Linked DNA regions of Sus scrofa: region 1 is linked to region 2. The links are chromatin contacts, called in public targeted proximity ligation maps. All regions are on one chromosome and are shown on one strand. The core of a region is the stretch at or near the end of the contact, and the rest is flanking DNA. Distances in the headings are between cores, read along the strand shown.

Region 1 (6,173 bases), core at 1,349-3,848, 160 kb after region 2:
GCAGGAAAACTCAGGGAGGAAAGCCTAAAAGCACAGCACCTATAGTTATAGTGACTGCAGCAGTGGGAGCAAAACCGGGTCCTGCAAAGGTGGGATCCACAAGCCTTAATTTCCGTCTTGTAAATGTTGCTTTTAAATCTCTCTATGAACTTCTATTTTGTTTTGCAATGAAACCACTATTGCCCTTTAATTATAGTATTTCTATTGGGTAAATTTCATTCTCTGCTTGGCAGAGAAATTAGCTATGCTCTCTGGAGGCACCATAACCCATAAACCCATAAATCAGAGCCCGGCTCTGGTGAATCAGTTTGGGATGTCGGACAGGGAGGCAACACCTATAGCTCATCCATCGATCTTCCTTTCATCCCATGCTCCCTTCTCCTCACTGAGTCTTTAAGACAACTTGGCTTGGCTTTCATCAGGAACCTGATCCCCTGTTTGCTCTCCCTATAAGGTCATGTCTTCTTAGCTTGGTCACAGCTTGTGGAAATGTCAGATCCTTAACCCCCTGAGCAAACCAGGGATCAAACCCACATCCCCACAGAGAAAATGTCAGATCCTTAACCCACCGAGCCACAGAGGAACTCCATCATTTCGTTTTAAATTGTTTTCAGGAATCCTGTGCATGCTGTTTGGCCAAACGTGTGTGTTTTTGCAAGTTCCTATGAAGTAAACATGGCCTCAATTCAGAAATAAATCTCATCTTGGAGAGTGATATGGGTGATCCTTAGGCAGGCTGAAGAGGAAAAATTGAGGGAAGGGAAAATTTCCCAGAGGCCCTCAATCAGAAATTCATCATCTATTTCATCATAGTCATTCTCTTCTGTATGCTCTGTATAGTATGTTCTTATATCAAGAATAGGTGAGGTATTTGTGACATTTATGACAACTAGAAGCTGTAGAGACAGGGACTAAAGAAAGAGAGGTTGTGGGAAGCAAAAAGTCTCATTTTCTTAAATGCTTCAGCTGAATTTGTTGAATGGTTTGGCTCCTCCTATAGGATAGCATGTGACATTAGGAGCACACACTTGGAAGGTACCATTCTGTTAACATTCTGGTCCTTCATTTTCCCAGCATTATGCACTATCATGTAAGAGCACACAGTCATGGGCCTTCCTATACCAGAAACTTATTCCTGGCCTTCCTTAACCCTTGCAAATAAACTGGAATATCTGGAAGTACTTTTTTTTTTCAAACTCAAAAAATGAACTACATCAAACCCAAGTGGGAAATTGAACTGAAAAACGTCCAATGTCTCCTTCCCACTCTGAAATACCATTCATTGTCCTTCCTGCAAGACTACAAGCCATTCATGTAAGTTGGCACTAACCTTATCTCACATATGACCTATAAAAACTTTAGCCCTCTTTGATTAGATAGAAAAAGAACTGCTGAATCTGGGACATAGGATAAAAGATGCGTTTGTCACTCTGGAAACAGTCAGACCACCCAGAATAGTGATTCTCACCTGTTTATTCTAGGAAAAATGTCAGCAAAGTGCGTGTCTGTTGGGGCGGCGGCGGGGGGAGGTGGCTGGTAGGCATATCAGATGGAAAGAGCAGGGGGGAGAAAGAGAGAGAAGATAAAATTCTTCATTTTATGTTGTATTATATTGCACTTACAGAAAATACGAGCAACACAGAGCTGAATTTCATATTCCAGAACCCTCATTCATTACAGTCAGACAAACTGGTAGTAATTGGGCAGCTGGCAATTATACTATAGCACCATCTAGCTCTCACTACCAGAGCCTGACATCCTAAATCCAAGCCTGGCTGAGAACTTTAGGGCTAGTTACTTGATGATGAAAGCAAGCAAAATCCCAAAGCAAGTTTATGTTTAATAGTAACATATTAAATTATTTTTTTCTCTATTCCAAACTAGTTTTCCACTGAAAATATCAAGACTTAGATTTTACCTGCTGCACATAATTTAAATGTTACCCTGGTTTGTTTGTGCTCATCAAAATTCCACAGAGTTTGCCTTGATTACCCACTATCTTCTTTGGAAAGCTATCAGTAAGGCAGTATCACAGACATAGAGCTAAAGTCAACAGATTACTGATTTTGCAAATTCCCAGGACATTAGCAAAAATTTCTAGTGGGAAAAATTGATAACATTTTATTTTAATTCACTTATATTGAAAATTATTTACTAAAGTAACCAATTGTGGTGAATTGTGCCTGCTCACCATCACTAGAGGTGGCTAGTGAGGAGGGAGGACACTAAATGTCAAAGGGACCAGAATTGGATTTCTTCCCTCTAATAAACAGTGTCATGGTGGAAACAGCATGGCCTTTGACTTTACAGACTAGGATTCGAATATTCAAACAGGCTCTTTCTAGATGTTTGAGGAGATTGACCTCCCTGAGCTATTCAGGGTTATTGCAAAAAACAGTGGCGATAACATCTATAGAATATCTAAAACTCTTTTTTGGAAAGTAGTTCTTTAGAATTCTATGTAAATACTGCTAAAACATCAAAGAGGAACATAACGGTGTGCTGGCATCTTTATGAACGTCATTAGACAGTACATATTTAGATCCTTGGTAATCTGGTGGTGATTTGCGTTGGTGATTTAAAAGGGTCTAAAGGTTCTCTATCACATTACCTTTCTTCTGCGTCAGCCGGCTTCCAAAAATAGGGACAGTGCATCCTCTAGCAGGAATAGATGTCTGAAATAGCTGTTAAGCTGTTTGATTGTCAAAGTTATAAGTATGAGGTAAATTAACCTGAAATAGAGGTAATAGTAGAGAAGAATCAAAATGTGTGACTTTATTCAGCGATGGAGACTGTGCTTGTGTACAGGATTCCTTCTGGCTTTCGGGGGGACAATTCTCTAGGGAAATAAGCAACAGACCCGCTGCATCTAGAAGCCCAAGTTTCCCACTCAGACTTTCCATTTACTAACTGTGTGGATAGAAACAAATCTACCCTCTCAGAGGCTTAATTATCTTGTCTGTGAAACAGAGATTATATTTTTACTACCTCTCAAGGCTTGTTGTAAAAACAAGAGATAATATAGCTGACAGTCCTTTGCAAATCATAAAGTTTCAGGCAAATGTTGTTCCTCTTCTCAGTGATCAATTCACTCCTATGCAGCGATGGCTGAAGCCAAAACCCAGCAGCTTCTCTGAGCCTGTCTCTCATCCAATTGCCCACTTCCTCTATCCATCAGCAAGTCCATTCACCTCTACTCCCTAAAGCACCCTGCATCTTCTTTCCATCTCTGCTGGTATCCCATCCCCATGAGAGGCACTATATCTCTTATCCCAGCTACCCAAGAGCCTCCTTTCTGAGTCCCTGTTCACACACTGACCTCACTAAGAATCATTCCCAAAAAAAGACCTTTAAAAAGGTCAGAGTGACCTTTTTAAACATAAATCAAGAGGCTACCAAACATTACATACCTCTTTATGGAAGTATTTGATGACCTTATCATATATTTTTTTTTCTTTTTAGTCCACACCTACAGCACATGGAAGTTCCTAGGCCAGGGGTGGAATCAGAGCTGCAGCTGCCGGCCTCCACCACAGTCACAGCAATGCCAGATCCTAGCCCCATCTGTGACCTACACCACAGCTCACAGCAACACCAGATCTTTAACCCACTGGGTAAGGGGAGACCAGGGATCAAACCTACATCCTCACAGACACTATGTCAGGTTCTTAACCCACTGAGCCACAACGGGAACTCCTTGTGAAATATTCTTGATAAATAAACCTGAACATGCTCAGCTCTGCCCACTTCTCCATTGGTACCCAATTCCTCAATACCCCCACCTACTGAGCTCCAGACTCCCTGGCCTTAACCAAGGGAACTCCTCATTGACTCATTTTAACTCCTGTTAACACTCTAACTATTTTCAATTGTTTATCATTCTGTCTCTTCCCAGTAGAATATAAGCTTTATAAGGGGGGGGGGATTTTCTATTGTTTCTCTTTTTTTCCACTGTATCTCAAGCTCCTTGAATAATGGCTTTCACATAAGAGCTTTCGATAAATATTTGTTAAATAAATGAATTCATTAGTCTGATGAGTCTAATTCTGCTCTGCCACTAACTAGGAGTGTGACCTTGGGAAAGAAAGTCACTTAACCTCTTCAGAGCTCTTTTTTTTTTTTAAACATGTAGTTTGGGGATCATAATTGTATCTACCTACATGTGCATTGTGACAATTCAATGAGATAAGATGTGAAGTATTTGGTACATTTTCAGTCATATAACAAGTGATAAATATTATTGCTATCATTGTTTAAGGATGACATCATCAGAAGCCGCTTTGGGTTTGTTTCAGAATAGACTGCAAGCTAAGGGGAAAAGAAAACAAAAGAGGGAAAAAATGAAAAATAAATAGCAGAAACATTTCCAGGGGTAGGAATTAGGGAATTATTGGTAACTCTGGGCCCAGCTGCCCTGGATTTAACTTTGCACTTCCTGGTCTGTGACGAAACCTCTCAGCTCTCCCACTCCTCGTTCGAAAATCTTTCCTCACTGACAAGCCTCCTTTCCAGGAGTAGGAATCAGATCTTCACCAACAAATCTTCTCATTCCCAAATGCCTTCTGCATTTTGCCCAAACTTCTTTTCATGCCATGACTCCAGGACCTGGATCCCTAAATGTCAAAGACATATATCAAACCAACAATTCATTCAGGTATGTACACCTTAGTTCTTTAGAAATCAGGCTAGGTAAAGTTGTTGTTCTTCCTTGTTAATGTCTTTACATGCTAGAAACAAGAGAAGAAAGGAAGGGAGAAAGGAAGTTTAGAAGATGCTGATTGAGGATAGAGCCTGCTTTATGTGTAAGGGTGTTTTGGGGGTTTTTTTTTGCAATCTTTCATACAATTTTATTTTTCCCCTTAATCATTATAATATGATACCCAAATTTTGTCATAACTGGAGTGTCTGTAAAAACAGGTTTATCCAGCACACCTACAGGAACAGTGAATTCTGCTTCTTGAAATGATCGCACTATGAACACTCTGGTCATCCAACCCCAGTTGTCCCCTTGCCTGGATTTATCTTCACCATATTGTGTGTTCACATCATTGAATTTCATTCCAGACTTTAAATTTTCCATGGCTTCCAAGAGTTATCCACATTTTTACACAGATGTGGTTGTTCAGGTATGTGTATGCGTGTGTACCAGAGACAGAGAGAGAGAGAGAAATGACAAGGGAAAACACTTGCATGGGCAGTGGTTGTAACTGGAGAGGACACCTGTGCCATCTCTTGCTTTAAGGACTACATCAGGGGCTCAAATCTTCCTCCATCTGTTCAGAATGAGGTTGGAACCCAAAGCAGCAGACTGTGGGGAAACAGCAGCTCTACACCACCGTTGGGATGGGGCAGACACAGGACTAGCTAAATTTGTCCATTCCTTGGCTGAAGCATTGGCCTCAGTTAGGTGTATACACAGCACAGGGCTGGGAAAGGGGGTGGCAGGGAGGGTTTGGCCAACTGAAAGGCATTCAAGTGACTAACGTGGGAACAGAGACTATCTCTGCCATGCTGAATGATCTACTTTGACCCTCATTATTTGAAGGTCCCAAATAGGAGATGGGACTGTCCGTCTTTCCCAAAACTGGAGGATTGAGAGAGTAGACACACAGCCCCATTATAACAGAGCTTCAAAGCAATTCAAAGAAACGATGGTTCTTGCTGCTAAGCACTGATAAATAGCAGGTCAGGTGAACAGACTTACCTGAACCTAGAGAATAGGCAGTTGTGAGAAGAGGTGGGTCTTGGTCATTAGCATGCAAGTAGCTGCAACAAACTGCCCTGGCACAGGCTTCAGGAACATTGAGCGCCACCTGGGTGGGGCCGGGGGGTGGGGGGGGAGTTCACAGGTCACTCCCCATGGAGAACACAGGAGATGCAGGACATGGCTAAGAACAGTCTCAGTTTCCTCCACTGTGGATCTCACATTAAAACCCAGACAGACTACAAACACATTTTGAGTGTTTTTTTCCTGACAGGGAGGGGTTGGGTCAGCTTCTTTGCCTCCCACTTGCCAAACATTTGTCCAACAGAGTCTCCTGCTTGCTTTCTCTGACAGAGCAGTATGCTAGATACACAGGAAAGGGGCACCCAGGAAAGAGGAGGCACAAGGACCTAACAAAATCTTGTTACCACCTTCAGATGACTGGAAAGTAAATGTCCTTAGGGAACAG
Region 2 (6,186 bases), core at 1,968-4,467:
TGGAAGAAATGTTATTTCATATAGATCTTGAGAAACAGGTAGGCTAATGCAAAATATCTGGGAAAGAGTCCAACATCTTAGTAAATGTTAAAAGTGGGGAGTTGAAGTTCTCTACCTTTAATCCCTTTATAGTAAATTTTTATGACTTTCTTCTTTCCTTCTCTGCTTTATTACTAAATAATACTAGTAAATTACACTAGTGGCTTCAATTACTCATAATTATTTCTAAATAGTAAAGTTTTTTTAATCATACCATGTTATTCATTGTTGTCTACTCTATTCCAAAGAAATAATGTTCATGATGAGTAATATCTCTCTCTTTTTTTTTTTTTTTTTAACATTTTCAAAGTAAGTTGAGAACCAAGGCCACTCTAGGCAAAACTGAAGCAGGAGTTATCTTTCCTTCCCCATGCAACACTTATATGTTCTGGAGTACAATACATTAATACAGACCTTTCTCAGGTCTCAAATCTTGAAGAACCCACTGTCTGCTAATCTATGGCTTATTTTTTTTGATAAACAAATGGCCGAAAAATTATATTGTAATGAGTTGCTGTTCTCTGGTAAACATATTTGAAGATATTTAAAGCACAGAGCCCATTTAAAACTCATGGTCATAAGTAGTGGTTCAAATAGTGGGAATTTTGTTTACTGTGACATACTGGTAGTCAAAATATACTACACAGTATGCTTCTACATACCCACAGTCTCCATTGGAATCACAGAATTTTAAAGCTGAAAGGGACTTGGAAATCCCTAGTCGGTTACTCTCATTTTAAAATAAGGAGGAGTTCCCGCTGTGGCACAGTGGGTTAATGATCTGATTCATCTCTGTGGCATGTTCCATCCCTGGCCCAGTGCAGTGGGTTAAGGATCCCTCGTTGCCATAGCTGTGGTGTAGGATGCAGATGTGGCTTGGCTTCAATCCCTGGCCCAGGAGCTTCCATATGTTGCAGGTGTGGCTGACAAAGGAAAAAATATATATATGTGTGAGTTTATATATATATATATATGTTTATGTATATTTATATATATAAAGGAAACTGAGGCCTGGAGAGGTAAAGACAAATAAGTAAGCAAACAAACTCAATTTATCCAGAGTCATGAATCAAACCAGCAGCAAAATAGCAGGACCAAGCTATGTGAGAATAAAATTCAGGTCTTTTGATGTGTAAGCCACAGTTTTTAGCAATTTTAATAATTATCACTTGCCTATTGTTTTAATTTAATTGCTGATTAATAACTGATGTCGAAGATAGTTAATGGGTCTCATTATGTGAAGAAAAAAAAATCCTGGATATTAGTTATGAACCAATCACATATTAACAATTTTCTCTCAAGTTATATCAAAGAGAAAGAAATTTTCATTCTCTAAGATAGAAAGACTACATTTCCAGGTAAAGTAACTGATCTAAAGTTGTATAAATATCAGAGGTTTAACTGGGATTGACACTCAGATTATTGGCCTTCTCCTTGAAGTCTTTGTCTTGAAACCCAGAACTTCTTCGTTGGGCTCTTATTTCATTCTACATTTCCATTTGTAAGTTTTAAACTAGTAAGTTAATCCATACGCAAATTTTTATGAATGTCCCAAGGTAACTGCCAAATGAAATTCAAAGAAGCAGGGTCTCTGCCATCAAGAAGTTTTCATTTGGCTGCAAAGAGTCTCAGGAGGCATGTTCCATCCAGTTAGATGAAACATCTAAGATAGTTAGGTGACCATATTATTTGTAAATTTCCAGAGATGGTTTTAGGCTTATGATCTTGACCTGTAAACCTTGGAGCAAAAATAGTAACAGTAAAATTAACAAATAAGGGCAAAGCTGTAGACTCAAGGGTCTAGATGCTCATAGACTTTCTGTCGGGCATTTTCACTCTTATCAAACCACATATGAATGATGCTGACCTTTTTAGTAATTTGATTCTGACAATGGCACAGCAATGACAGAGCTCAAAGGCTGACAACCTAATATGGGCAAGCCAGAGAAGTAATTACTGCTTTAAATCAAAGAACAGTTTGTGCCCTATAGTAGGAAAATTCTATATTAAACAGAAAGTCCTCTATCCTCCATACCATATGGCATTAACCATCTTCCTATGGGTTTACTTCCCTGAACTTGGAAAAAGAGTCTGCCCATTTGGGCCTCTGGATATAAAAGGTGTGCTGGTGACCATTTCATTTTGCCATTGAGTCTTAGGTTTGGAAGAGTCCTTACCAATTATCTCCTCTAGCTTCCTACCCCAAATAGTATTAACTTTGAAAAATGGACTGCTTAGATGCTTTCAGTAATGGGAACTCAGCCCCTGCAAGGACCCCATATATCTATCCTCTCAGGCAGGGCATTCAAAATAACTTTGGGCAAGCGGATCTAGGAATCATTGTCTTCTCTTTAGTTCTTTCCTCCTCATTCTCTTCATATTCTTCCTCTAATTTGCAATGATTTCTGAGTATCCATTGAGCTTCCAAGATATTGATTCACAACTAAATGAAGGACCATATGAAAATGTGTTTTCGCAGCATATCCAGCCATACTTTTGGATAAGAAGGGGAAGAGCATTAAAGAAATTTTTGCTTAAAAAGTAAACTCAGTTTGTAAAGGGCTAATTGAATTCTCTGTCTAGCCATTCCCTATTTCCCCATGGCACTGTACTTTTCCTGGAAAAATTTCATCAGGCTGGAAAATTTAGCTTTTGGTTTGTTACCAGATTCATTTCCTGTCTCTCATGTGTTTTATCAGAGTTAGCTTTTAAACAAGGAGAGAGACCTACTTTCTCACACTGAGAGCCAAGATTTTAAACCTTTTTAAAAAATTACTGACTTGCCTAATGATCAAGTTCACTTCTTGAACATTGCCCTGGGCTGTTCTAAACCATCCAATTTATTGTAATTATGGATGGTACATCCACAGGGCAAAGACTTAATGCAGGCTTATTGTCCATATTTACTGAGCTTCCTAATTTTTGGAGCATAGCTAATGGTTAATTCCTATAGAGCCACCACTAACCCATATATCTATCACTTTTGCTCATTGGCAAAATATCCCATCTTTGAGGAGATGCAACTCAAAGTTGTACAACTTGGCTAGCAGAAGAAGACTTTGTGAGAAGCAAAAAGTCATCCCTTCCTCTGTAAAGATGTTGCCCTATGCCAGGTCTGTGCTTTGCCTTGCGTAATAAGTACAGAGTATACTGTAACAAACAAGCTAAAAATTACCAGTGGTGTATTACCATAAAACTTTGCCTCCAGTTCACACTAAAGTTACACATCAGCCTCCCACAGACAAGTAGGGGAAGAAGAGAGAGGGTGGAGAAGGCCGACATGTTTCTTAACCTCCTTTGCCTAGAGATAACACACATCACTTCTGTTTATGTTCCATTAATGCGAACCAGTCATTTGGACCCCCTAGGTGAAAGGGGGAGAAGGAGTTGGAAAGTATGGTTCATAGCTGGGCAGCCACATTTAAGATTCAAGATTTCTATGCCTGATAATTTGATACAATGCATTTTGAACAAGTCAAGGAATCTGTGCAGCCTCCATGCATGTGAGGATCCCATGATGCTCCTATTGATCAACTGTGGAGACTTAGCTCCAATGGCTTTTCAGATACCAACTGCTTCAGGCAGAGAAGTCATGTGAATATGGACTAGGAAGTCAATTAGGACTTGATTTTAAAATCTAAGAAAGTGTTTAGCCACCCATTGCCTTGGTTTTCTATCTATAAAATACTTTAAAAGTGATTAAAAAAAATTTCCCGTTAAGAATAATGAATGAAATGACTTGTTTGTCTCTGTTCCTTTCTGAAATCCCAGTGAAATGGTTTATTTATTTTATACGTGTAAAAATGTTATAATTTGTAAACCTGTAAGGACAATGGCAGAAGATTAATAACATCTACATAATTTCATATGACAGTGGACTCACGATGATAAGTGATTTGAAGCAACAAAGCTAGTAAAACCTTCCAAATTAGGGTGGCAGTGAGGAAAGCCAACAGCAAGCAAACTGACTTATACAATAAAACTATATAGAGGCTCAGGATTAGAAATACCAGCCACTTTTGTCAAAAAGAGTTTAGGGTGGAATTGAAAATAGGATTGACTGCAAACATCCTGGGAGCCAAGGAGGTGTGTGATGCCACACAAAATGTGGTGCTTAGAGGACAGTTTGCAAACGAAAGGGTAAGACACCCCTGCCTGGTTCCCAGACTTCAAGAAGTTAGGATTATTTTCTCTCTTCTCTGGAAAAACTTCTGGGCAAAAGAAAAGGTGTATATATACTGCTATTACTGCTATACTGCTATTAGGAGGGAATTAGTTTCTTACTGCTCCTGAAACAAACTACCACAAACTTATCAGTGTAAAATAATAAAAAAATATTCTTACAAATCTAGAGGATAGAAATCCAAAATGAGTATCACTGAGCTAAACTCAAGGTGTTGACTTTTAGGGGGTTCAGGAGGGTATTATATTTCTTTGCTCTTCCTGTTTCTAGAGGCTTGCCACTTTCCTCACTTTGTGTCCCTCTTCTTCCATTTCCAAAGCCAGCAATGGCAGACCAAGTCCTTCTCATGCTGCGTCTGTCTGGTTCTCTCTTCCAATTTCCTCCTTCCACTTTTAAGGACCCTTGTGATTATATTTAGATTTCTATGTGGTCATGCCCAAATTGACAGAAAAAGAAAACTTTCATCAGAACTTCATAAAGTTCTCTATCATTAAGTTCTGATACTTTTAATTTGCTTTACAAATATTAATTAATTTTTAACTCATGTCAAAATAATACATGTACTCCGTCTAAAAATTCAGGTAATCCAGGATAATTTCCCTCTCTCTTTTTTTCTGTAATAGTGGATTTATTCTTAAGGAAAACTTCTCATAGCTTCAGAGGAATGGTACCTGTATTCGATAACTAAATTTGAGCCGTATCTTCCAAACTCTTTTCAAATGGATAGAAATCTTTGCTATTATAGATGCTAATATGAAGCGTTTATACTAGAAGAAAAAACTTGAAGTAACCATAAAGTTATATTTGTCTATGTAGCATAAGCCTCTTTACCAAAGTTGTTCTGTGGTAACACATTTTAATGTATTTGATAGCTTCGTGTTTAATCTTTGTGATGATTGAAGAAGACATCTGCTAATGTGGGGAAACGTTTTACTTTAAGGTAAACCGAATCCTTTATTCCATCTACAAACTTAATTCCTCTTTGCTTGTAATATAGTATAGTCACAGGTTCAGGATTAGGACATAGCTAACTTTGGGAGCTAATGGATCTCACGGAGAAGCATTTGTGTGCCAGTCTGACCACCTTGTGAGTGAGGTTCACTGGCTCAGAAGATCAACCTGTGCAGAAAAACTCCAGTTAGCTCTTTAGAGCCTCACTATTATGTATGAACTCACAGACAAGGATCACCAGCTACCAGAAGACTATTCAGAAGTGAGAGGGACACATACATGTATACAAACATGGATCCACATACCACACCGTATCCCACCCACCCACACCTATGCTTACATCCTCCTCACCCCACACCTGGTCCTATTGCACACACAACAGGGTGTCCATGAGGCACATCAGGCCATTTTAGAAGGAGTAGAGCTCTCTCCCTCTTTTTCCCTAGAGTGAGAATGGAAGAAAGGCCAGATCCACTTATTTAAGAACAGGTAAAGCTGAGCACCCATCGGCCTAGGCATCTGAGTCCTGTGCTCCTGGCCAGATAGAATAAAGTTTCTTGGAAGTCTATGAAAGGAATTTTCTGGCACTAGGTGAAGAAGTCTGGGGTGGAGTTGGAATACCCTGGTCCGGTTGGGTACTGACAAAGGGCACAAGTCAGAAAAAACTGGGTTGTTAGGTAACATAAGTGTGACTGGAGGAACAAGATCACATATACGTATATATTTCATCCTGTTTCTCTCCCACTCTTCCCCTTCATTCTTTTCTGCTTCCCAAATTTGTTATTTCTCTCTTCCCTCTGTGTAACCCTTTCCCTCACCCCTTTTTCCTCCAGTCTTCCCTGCATAATTTTCTTTCTCTCTGTTTGTGACTTAAAGTCTCCATATGATGATGATATACAGTTGTTTTATAAATAAATGTATACCAAAGTCAATGTACCATCCTCTTGGTTTTCCTGAAAATTTGTCTGATAGAATATTATCATTGCTGGCATTCTATTTGTTGTGCCTTCCCA

Evidence for each region.
Region 1: a targeted proximity ligation map of skeletal muscle shows a contact between it and region 2. A contact is called at or near these places in 3 of 47 Hi-C or Micro-C datasets (psoas muscle and skeletal muscle) and 1 of 2 datasets of targeted methods (skeletal muscle).

What each region holds. Positions count from the first base shown.
Region 1 is chr4:82,360,588-82,366,760 of Sscrofa11.1, forward strand. It overlaps LOC106510102, which reads right to left. Exons shown (of 9, transcript XR_002343354.1): 2 at 2,612-2,732; 3 at 1,469-1,533. Among named protein-coding and RNA genes, the nearest start is that of XCL1, 72 kb to the right of the region's middle.
Region 2 is chr4:82,197,949-82,204,134 of Sscrofa11.1, forward strand. It overlaps the pseudogene LOC106510108. Among named protein-coding and RNA genes, the nearest start is that of DPT, 87 kb to the right of the region's middle.